2 separate regions of the Triticum aestivum genome follow, and region 1 is linked to region 2. The links are chromatin contacts, called in public Hi-C maps. All regions are on one chromosome and are shown on one strand. The core of a region is the stretch at or near the end of the contact, and the rest is flanking DNA. Distances in the headings are between cores, read along the strand shown.

Evidence for each region. Hi-C and Micro-C count contacts between places; a contact is called where the count stands out from the background.
Region 1: a Hi-C map of leaf shows a contact between it and region 2, with 4 times the contacts expected there. The contact joins the promoter of LOC123138275 here to the promoter of LOC123138274 in region 2. A contact is called at or near these places in 3 of 5 Hi-C or Micro-C datasets (all in leaf) and 1 of 1 datasets of contacts at active chromatin or transcription factors (leaf).

The regions. Positions count from the first base shown.
Region 1 is chr6B:608,069,082-608,072,851 of IWGSC CS RefSeq v2.1, forward strand. LOC123138275 (metalloendoproteinase 3-MMP) reads left to right here and starts at 2,488. Exons shown (of 1, transcript XM_044558217.1): 1 at 2,488-3,695. The coding sequence starts at 2,488. The coding sequence ends at 3,519.
Region 2 is chr6B:607,830,404-607,833,969 of IWGSC CS RefSeq v2.1, forward strand. It overlaps LOC123138274 (chaperone protein dnaJ 16), which reads right to left and starts at 2,026. Exons shown (of 11, transcript XM_044558216.1): 1 at 1,553-2,026; 2 at 981-1,104; 3 at 825-907; 4 at 631-742; 5 at 444-548. The coding sequence starts at 1,719.

The sequences.
Region 1 (3,770 bases), core at 1,238-3,737, 240 kb after region 2:
CGAACGGATGCAAGTTTGAAAAACATGCAGATAAAATGCAGATGATGACATGATAAAATGCAACATGCAAGCACATGACATGGCAACGACGGCGAATAACTGGCAGACATCTGGCGCATCGAATCCGGGGCATTACAACTTTAATGTGGTTTTATGGCTTCAATAACCTTGTTTATTTATGTGTCACACATATTGCTGCAGAAGTTGCCGTACTGCAGCTTTTTGGTTTTGGCTAGAATAGTTCTTTGAGTTGGCCAGGATACATATATCAGTTGGCCAGCATGCAAATTTAGTTTGACAGTCAATGTGTTTAGTTTTTGTTAGAATAGATGTTTCAATTTCCCACGATGCATATATCAGTTGCCAGCTTGCATGTTCGGTTGCAAAGTCCATGTATCCAGTTGGATAGAATAGATGTTTTCAGTTTTCCTAGGATGCATATATCAGTTGGCCAGCATGCATGTTCAGTTGCACAACCAATGTCTTCAGTTGGCTAAAATAGATGTTTGAATTTTCATGGATCTATATATCATTTTGGCAAGGATGCATGTTCTGTTGCACAGCCAATGTATTTAGCTGGCTAGAATAGACATTTTCAGTTGGCCAGGATGCATATATCGGCATGCCCAGGATGCATGATCTGTTGTACAGTTAATGTTTTCAGCTGGCTAGAATAGACATTTCAGTTGGCCAGGATGCATATATCCAGTTGGCAAGCATGCATGTTCATTTGGCTAGAATCACGTATTAGTTGGCCAGAAAATATGTCTTAGTTGACTTGTTGAACACATAAAAGGGGCGGGGGAAACACTTTTGAAGCAGCTTATTTAACACATTCAGGTGGGAGAAACTTGTTTGGCATGCATCAAGTAGTTTTTGGCTTGTTTAACACATCCAGCAGTAACATCAAGTAGGCTGGTGTGATGTGCCAGATTCACCTCTTTTTTGAAGCAGTTTCTCCATGGATTTGTCCTAGATCCATGGAGAAGGGGGTTTACATATGCAGTAGAAGAAAGGGGGAAGTGAAGAGGGGCAGAGGGAGCTTACCTACTTGATGCTGCTGCTTGGTATGGCTTTGACCACCCTGCCCTTAGATCTTCTTTTTTGAAGCAGCTCCTTCTTCTACTTTGGGGCTCCCATGACGACTGTGTAGGAGGAGGAAGAAGGGCTGGGGGCGATTCTGTTGGATGTCCCTCCTTCTGGCGTGCAGAAGAAGAAGAAGGCAGTGTGGGAGGGGCTGGGGCGAGCGGGCGAGCGGGCGTGGGGGCGAGCTGGGGACAGCTGGCCACGTGGGGGTGATTCTGTTGATGGACGCTCAATCGGTCTGTTCTGGTGGCCGCTCGATCGGCCGGGATGGTGGCCCCTTCCTTTTCTGTTGCGCGGGGGACAGGGGCTATCTTTTTCGGCCAGCCGCTCGATCGCACTAGTGGGCAGCCCACTAGACGCGTCCTTGGATATTTGTGTGCTGCCCACCGCGTAAACGACCTTCAAGATCCGTCATCATCACGGGCTTCAAAGCCAAGAACGGACCGGCGGTTCACGCAGAAAAATCCACGACGACCTTCGCATACACTAGGACAGAACCATTCCTTTCTCATTTAACAACAACATGGCTTATCTTAATCAGTCTGTTACTAGAAAGTTGCAATAATTCAGTCTTTTTGAAAGTGCAAGAGTTGCTCATGTCATGCTAATAAAGCACTCACCAGCAGAGCATTTGGCTATGGAACGCCCTGATCCGCCTGCGTTCCCACTCACCACCCATCTCTCTCTTTCAACCGTCGTCCGCTTTGTGGTGACCTAGAGCAGGAAGGTAGGCCACCTGCACACACCTAGAACTAGAACTAGAAGGCATCACTGCTGATTTCTGATTGACGAGTTGCCGATTCAAAGACGCATGTTTCGTCTGCTTCGCGGCCGGTGCAAGTTTGGAAGAAAAGATCTTCTTTTCCATCCGATAATCTCCACGCAAAATGATATCCAAAGCCAGCATGACCTCAGCCTCGGATCCTTGATATCTTGCGTGTAGATCAATCTGATGGAAGCTGCTTCAATTCCGGGATAGCTAGTCAAGGCTCGATCGGGTCGGGAGCGAAAGGCGCTGCTTCCAACCCCGGAGCCGTCATCTGTCACGTCGACACTCGACAGGTTGACAGCAACATGCGGCGAACACAAGGCCACATATCCATCCATACTTGACCGAACGAAAAACACCAACTCGGACATTTCGTTGGAACCCAAGCGGGGCGGACGTTTCCCGCCTCTCGGCCATCTCCGCGTCCCGCCGTGCTGACCCAGCTGCGAGCGAGCGAGCCTTAAAGCTTACGTGACAGCAGCCTGGTTTTCTTGCCCCGATCGTCTGTTCATCTCATCTCAAGACTTCATCGATTAGCAATGGGCAAGTCGGGTTCTCCTTCCCTTGTGTTGTTGTTGGTTGCTGCCATGGCGGCGGCGATGGTGTTCGTCGCCTCGCCGGTGGCGGCCTTCCCGGTGGCCGGTTTGCCGGAGGCGGAGCCCCCGTTCCCGAACCCGTGGCTGGCGTTCCAGAACCTCTCCGGCTGCCACATGGGCGACGAGCGGGACGGGCTCGCGAGGCTCAAGGACTACCTGAGCCACTTCGGGTACCTCCCGGAGGCGCCGTCCTCGTCGCCCTTCAGCGACGCGTTCGACGCCGACCTGGAGGCGGCCATCGCCACGTACCAGCGCAACTTCGGCCTCAACGCGACGGGGTTCCTGGACCCGTCCACCGTGTCCCAGATGGTCGCCCCGCGCTGCGGCGTGGCGGACGTCATCAACGGCACGTCCACCATGGACCGGAACGCGTCGTCCGCGGCGGGGCACGGGCGGCACCTCTACACGTACTTCCCCGGCGGGCCCATGTGGCCGCCGTTCCGCCGCGAGCTGAGGTACGCGATCACAGCGACCGCGGCGACGTCCATCGACCGGGCGACGCTGAGCGCCGTGTTCGCGCGCGCCTTCGCCCGGTGGTCCGACGCCACCACGCTGCGGTTCACGGAGACGGCGACCGAGTCGGACGCCGACATCACCATCGGGTTCTACGCGGGGTCGCACGGCGACGGCGAGGCGTTCGACGGGCCGCTGGGCACGCTGGCGCACGCCTTCTCGCCGACGGACGGGCGGTTCCACCTGGACGCGGCGGAGGCGTGGGTGGCCGACGGGCAGGGCGACGCGTCGTCCCGCCCGGGCGCGGTGGACCTGGAGTCGGTGGCGGTGCACGAGATCGGGCACCTGCTGGGGCTGGGCCACTCGTCGGTGCAGGGCGCCATCATGTACCCGACCATCAGGACGGGGACGAGGAAGGTGGACCTAGAGGCGGACGACGTGCAGGGGATCCAGAGCATGTACGGGACGAACCCCAACTTCAAGGGCGTCGCGCCGACGTCGCCGTCGACGAGCAGCCGGGAGATGGACAGCAGCGCCGGCGCCGGCTCCCGGCCGGGCAGCCGGTTCGTTGCGGTAGTTGCGGCGGTTGGCCTGCTGCTGCTACTGTCACTGTAGACTACCTGGTCCTTTTGCCTGCCTCCGTGACGGTCACGCCACGTCCATCTCTGCAGGCTGTGCCGATTGCTAGTTCGATTGGCCATTGATATTTTTGGGTAGATTCTTCTGTACATACTACTGTAACTGGCATTGATTTTTAGTATACAGAATAATACAGTAGATTACACGGATCACATGGTTTATTATTTCAGTGTCAAACTACCTGGCGTGTGAAGTAAGTATGAGCTCTCTTTAGTTGGCATCAGGGC
Region 2 (3,566 bases), core at 776-3,275:
AATGTGATTATTCAATGCCATGATAATCTCAAGAGAAACGACCAGTTATATGTCTTGTTGAGATGGTGCACATATCAGCAGGCGGAGCTACCACGAAAAAACTGGGCGGGCCAGATAGTACAAACTGTGCTACCATATTAAAATCAGTACATTATTGTAGGCTGGACTTCATGTAAAACATTTTTTGCTTTAACCCTGGGCGGGCCATGGGCCTTTTGGCCTTGGTGTGGCTCTGCCAGTGCATATCAGTATATCACCACAAATTTCTTAACACTCAGAGTGCAAAAGTTAACCAGAAAAGAACAGATAAGCTAGTTTACTTATCCAAGTGCAACAATACAAGTAACAGATGGCGAAGCTTCTCAACCAAAGTAATGTAATGGAGTAGTTAAGTTATCAAATGAACATGTCAGATAGATGCTAACGACGAGTTTGCAACTAACCTTGAATTTACTTTTAGCAGTCGAACAAACTCTACACACTAACCCCAATTTGGCTTCTTCTTCCGTTATGTCCACTGAATAAAAATGAGCTGATTGTTTTTCCACCTGCCAATGTGTTCAATCCAAAATATTACTCACTCGACAAAAATAATGCATGGAGATGAAACGAAGGCGGGTAGTTGCCAACCTTCCTGCATATGGATTTGCCCAGATGAAGCTGAGCAATCTCCACCGAGCCATTCAATGCCTCCTCTAAAACTGTTGCCGAAACTGTGGTTTTGATTGGTACTCCTAGCTTGCTGCACAAACACAACTATCACTACATAACCCCATAACCAGACAAATATTAGAGAATAAAACAGCGTATCCTGAACAAGTCACCTAAACAGAGCAGCAAACATTGTATTTACAGTGTTGAGACTTGATAGGTCCAGCTCTAGTTCGTGACTATCTGCTTCGATGGCCTGCATGGCAACAGAAGCATTAGTCACATGAGAAACAAGCAACACAAACTACTCAAATCAAGCCATATATCACCTCGAATCCAGAGGAATCATACTGCCGCCTTTTATCAGGATCTGAGAGGATGTTGTAAGAGAATGTGGCTTCTTGGAACTTCTCAGAGGCAACGGGGTCGTCTGCATTCTTATCTGGATGGTACCTTCAGGGCAAGCATTAACAGAAAATTACTCAAGCCGCTGCATTATTGCCCTTCGTCAAACTATTACTCCCTCCGTTCGGAATTACTTGTCGCAGAAATGGATGTATCTAGACGTATTTTAGTTCTAGATACATCCATTTTCGAGACAAGTAATTCCGAACGGAGGGAGTACTACTCAACAAGCTAGCTGAGAGCTACTGAATTATAAAGACATCCTGGTCTGGTCTTAACAAGCGATTAAAAAAGGTCCCACGAAGTTGTGTGTCTGTCGTTGCGCAAAGCGGCAAAATTATCAAAAATTAGCTAATGTTCCCATAGCAGGAGAAAAATTTACATGAAATACGCTACACTCGGTAGAAATTTTAGCAGTTAGTATCATCCTGGCTAGCTGGCTGACTCGTGAGGAGCGCAACAAGAGCGCGAGGCCAAATCCTCGAGCTTGACTTACTTGAGGGCCATGCGGCGGAAGGCGCTCTTGATCTCCTGCTCCGTGGCATTGCGCCCCACCCCCAGCACCTCGTACGGGTCCCTCCTCTGCGCCGCGGCGCCGGCCGCCGACGCGGCCGAGTCCCCCTTGTTCTCCGACTTGAACGACCCAAATTTGCGGCCCGCCATAGACGCCGACTCCACACCCTACGAGCAGGGAAACCCTAACCCCGGACCCACACGGCAGCAGCAGCAGCTCGCTCAGATCTTACAGCAGCGGCGGCGGCGGCGGCGGCGAGGAGCGCGCGCGCCGACCACCAGCCGCGGCCTTCGGCTGCGGCGACGGCGGCAGGATAGAGCGCCGGAGGTTTAGGCCCTAGGGATTTCGCCGGCGGCGGGGGCTGGCCAGCTTCAGCAGCTGCTAATTTGGGACGGTGGCGAGTCGAGGAGCGGAGAAGGGATGGCGACGAAGCGAGGGCGAGGAGGGAGAGGCGATAGGGAGGGGCGAGGACGAATTATTTAGGGGCCGGCATGCGGGGCCCGTCGGGCAGTGGGCCGCCTTGCCTCGTCGGACCGGGGCCTTGCCGGCCGGGTTGTCGTGTCCCGGTCTTCGGTCGCGCTCCGGGTCCAGCCGTTGCCGAGTCCCGCGGAGCCGATTTGAATGGCTCGACGGGCCCGCGCACGGTGGGGCACACGTGTAAGTGACGGGGTTAGGCACCCCAAAGGTGCAGGGTCTGTTTGTGACCGGTGCGGTTGTGCGTCCGGTGACCCGTGTGAGCTCATGCATCAGATCAGCTGATGCAGACTTTCGAAAAACATTAAATCGTTTGACTTTTCACTTTCATTCACCCCCGAGGAAAAGTATCGGATACCTTGGGAAACATCACATCCAAAAACAGCCTAAAAGAAAATTATTATAAACCTTGGGAAATTTAAGTTTGATTAAATTGCACGGAGCGTTCTTTTTTCCTATGCCACATCTAGGGTGTACACCTCCCATCTAAGCAACACCGGTGAGCCCGTGGATTCGCCTTCCTTTTGATTGTCGCTTCGGCGTCCGGTGACGGGGAGCAGAATTCTGGTGCCTCGGTGGTTAGTAGTTTAGGTTAGTCCTCACAGGGCAGCATTCTGGCGGATGGCGACGCTTCTTGTCCGAGTTGGTCTTCCAGGATCCGATCCTTCATGACTTCGTCCGTCTGGATGGAATCGACAGAGCTCCGACGCGGATTTCTTTCGTCTCTTTGGGGCGGTGAGGTTAGGGTTTTACATCGTGCGTGTGCGACGACCAAATCTGGGAGGGTTCAACGACGATGATTATGGCTACAGGACGTTGGTCCGTAAGGACACGTGCTCTGACAGGAAAGCGATGACAACAACGCGTCGACGGCTTGTTCAGGCGGCGGTAACGGTCGTTCAGTTGTCTAAGGGCCTGTTCGGTAGCTCGCCAGCTCCCAGCTTCCATGAATCCACGAGGGAAGCTGGCCCGAACGGCCCAGCTTCAGGAAGCTGGCTTCCCAGATCGAAGCAGCATCGACGTACAAAAAACTTGGAGCCGCAGTTTTGTCGATCCCAGAAGCTAGATTCCTCGAGTTGGCATTATTAACGATCGGATGCCACCGTGAAGTGCCTCACGTACCGGTTCGTTATGTTTCCCTCCGATCTGGGCCAAGCCCATCCTCTCTCCTCCTGTTTCACACTGATCCTACCTGTTGAGCCGACTGGGCTCCAGCCCGCCCAGGCAAGCCGGCCTGCTAGCGCGACGAGAAGCTGAAGTGATCGAGACGAACGATTTTCCCTCGATCCCGATTCGTGAAGAAGATGGCGATCGAAAACAGAAGCTGGATTTGAGGATTTCCTGGAGCCAGCGAGTTGACGAACAGGTCCTAAGGACCTCGATATAATTTTTATTATGTTTGGATACTTTGTACTTGTTATGATTTTTCTAAAATAGATTCAGGTGTTTTTTCGCAAAAAAGGAAATAAATGATAGCTCAAAATTTGAGTCATATACAATGACACGACGAGATGGAAAATAA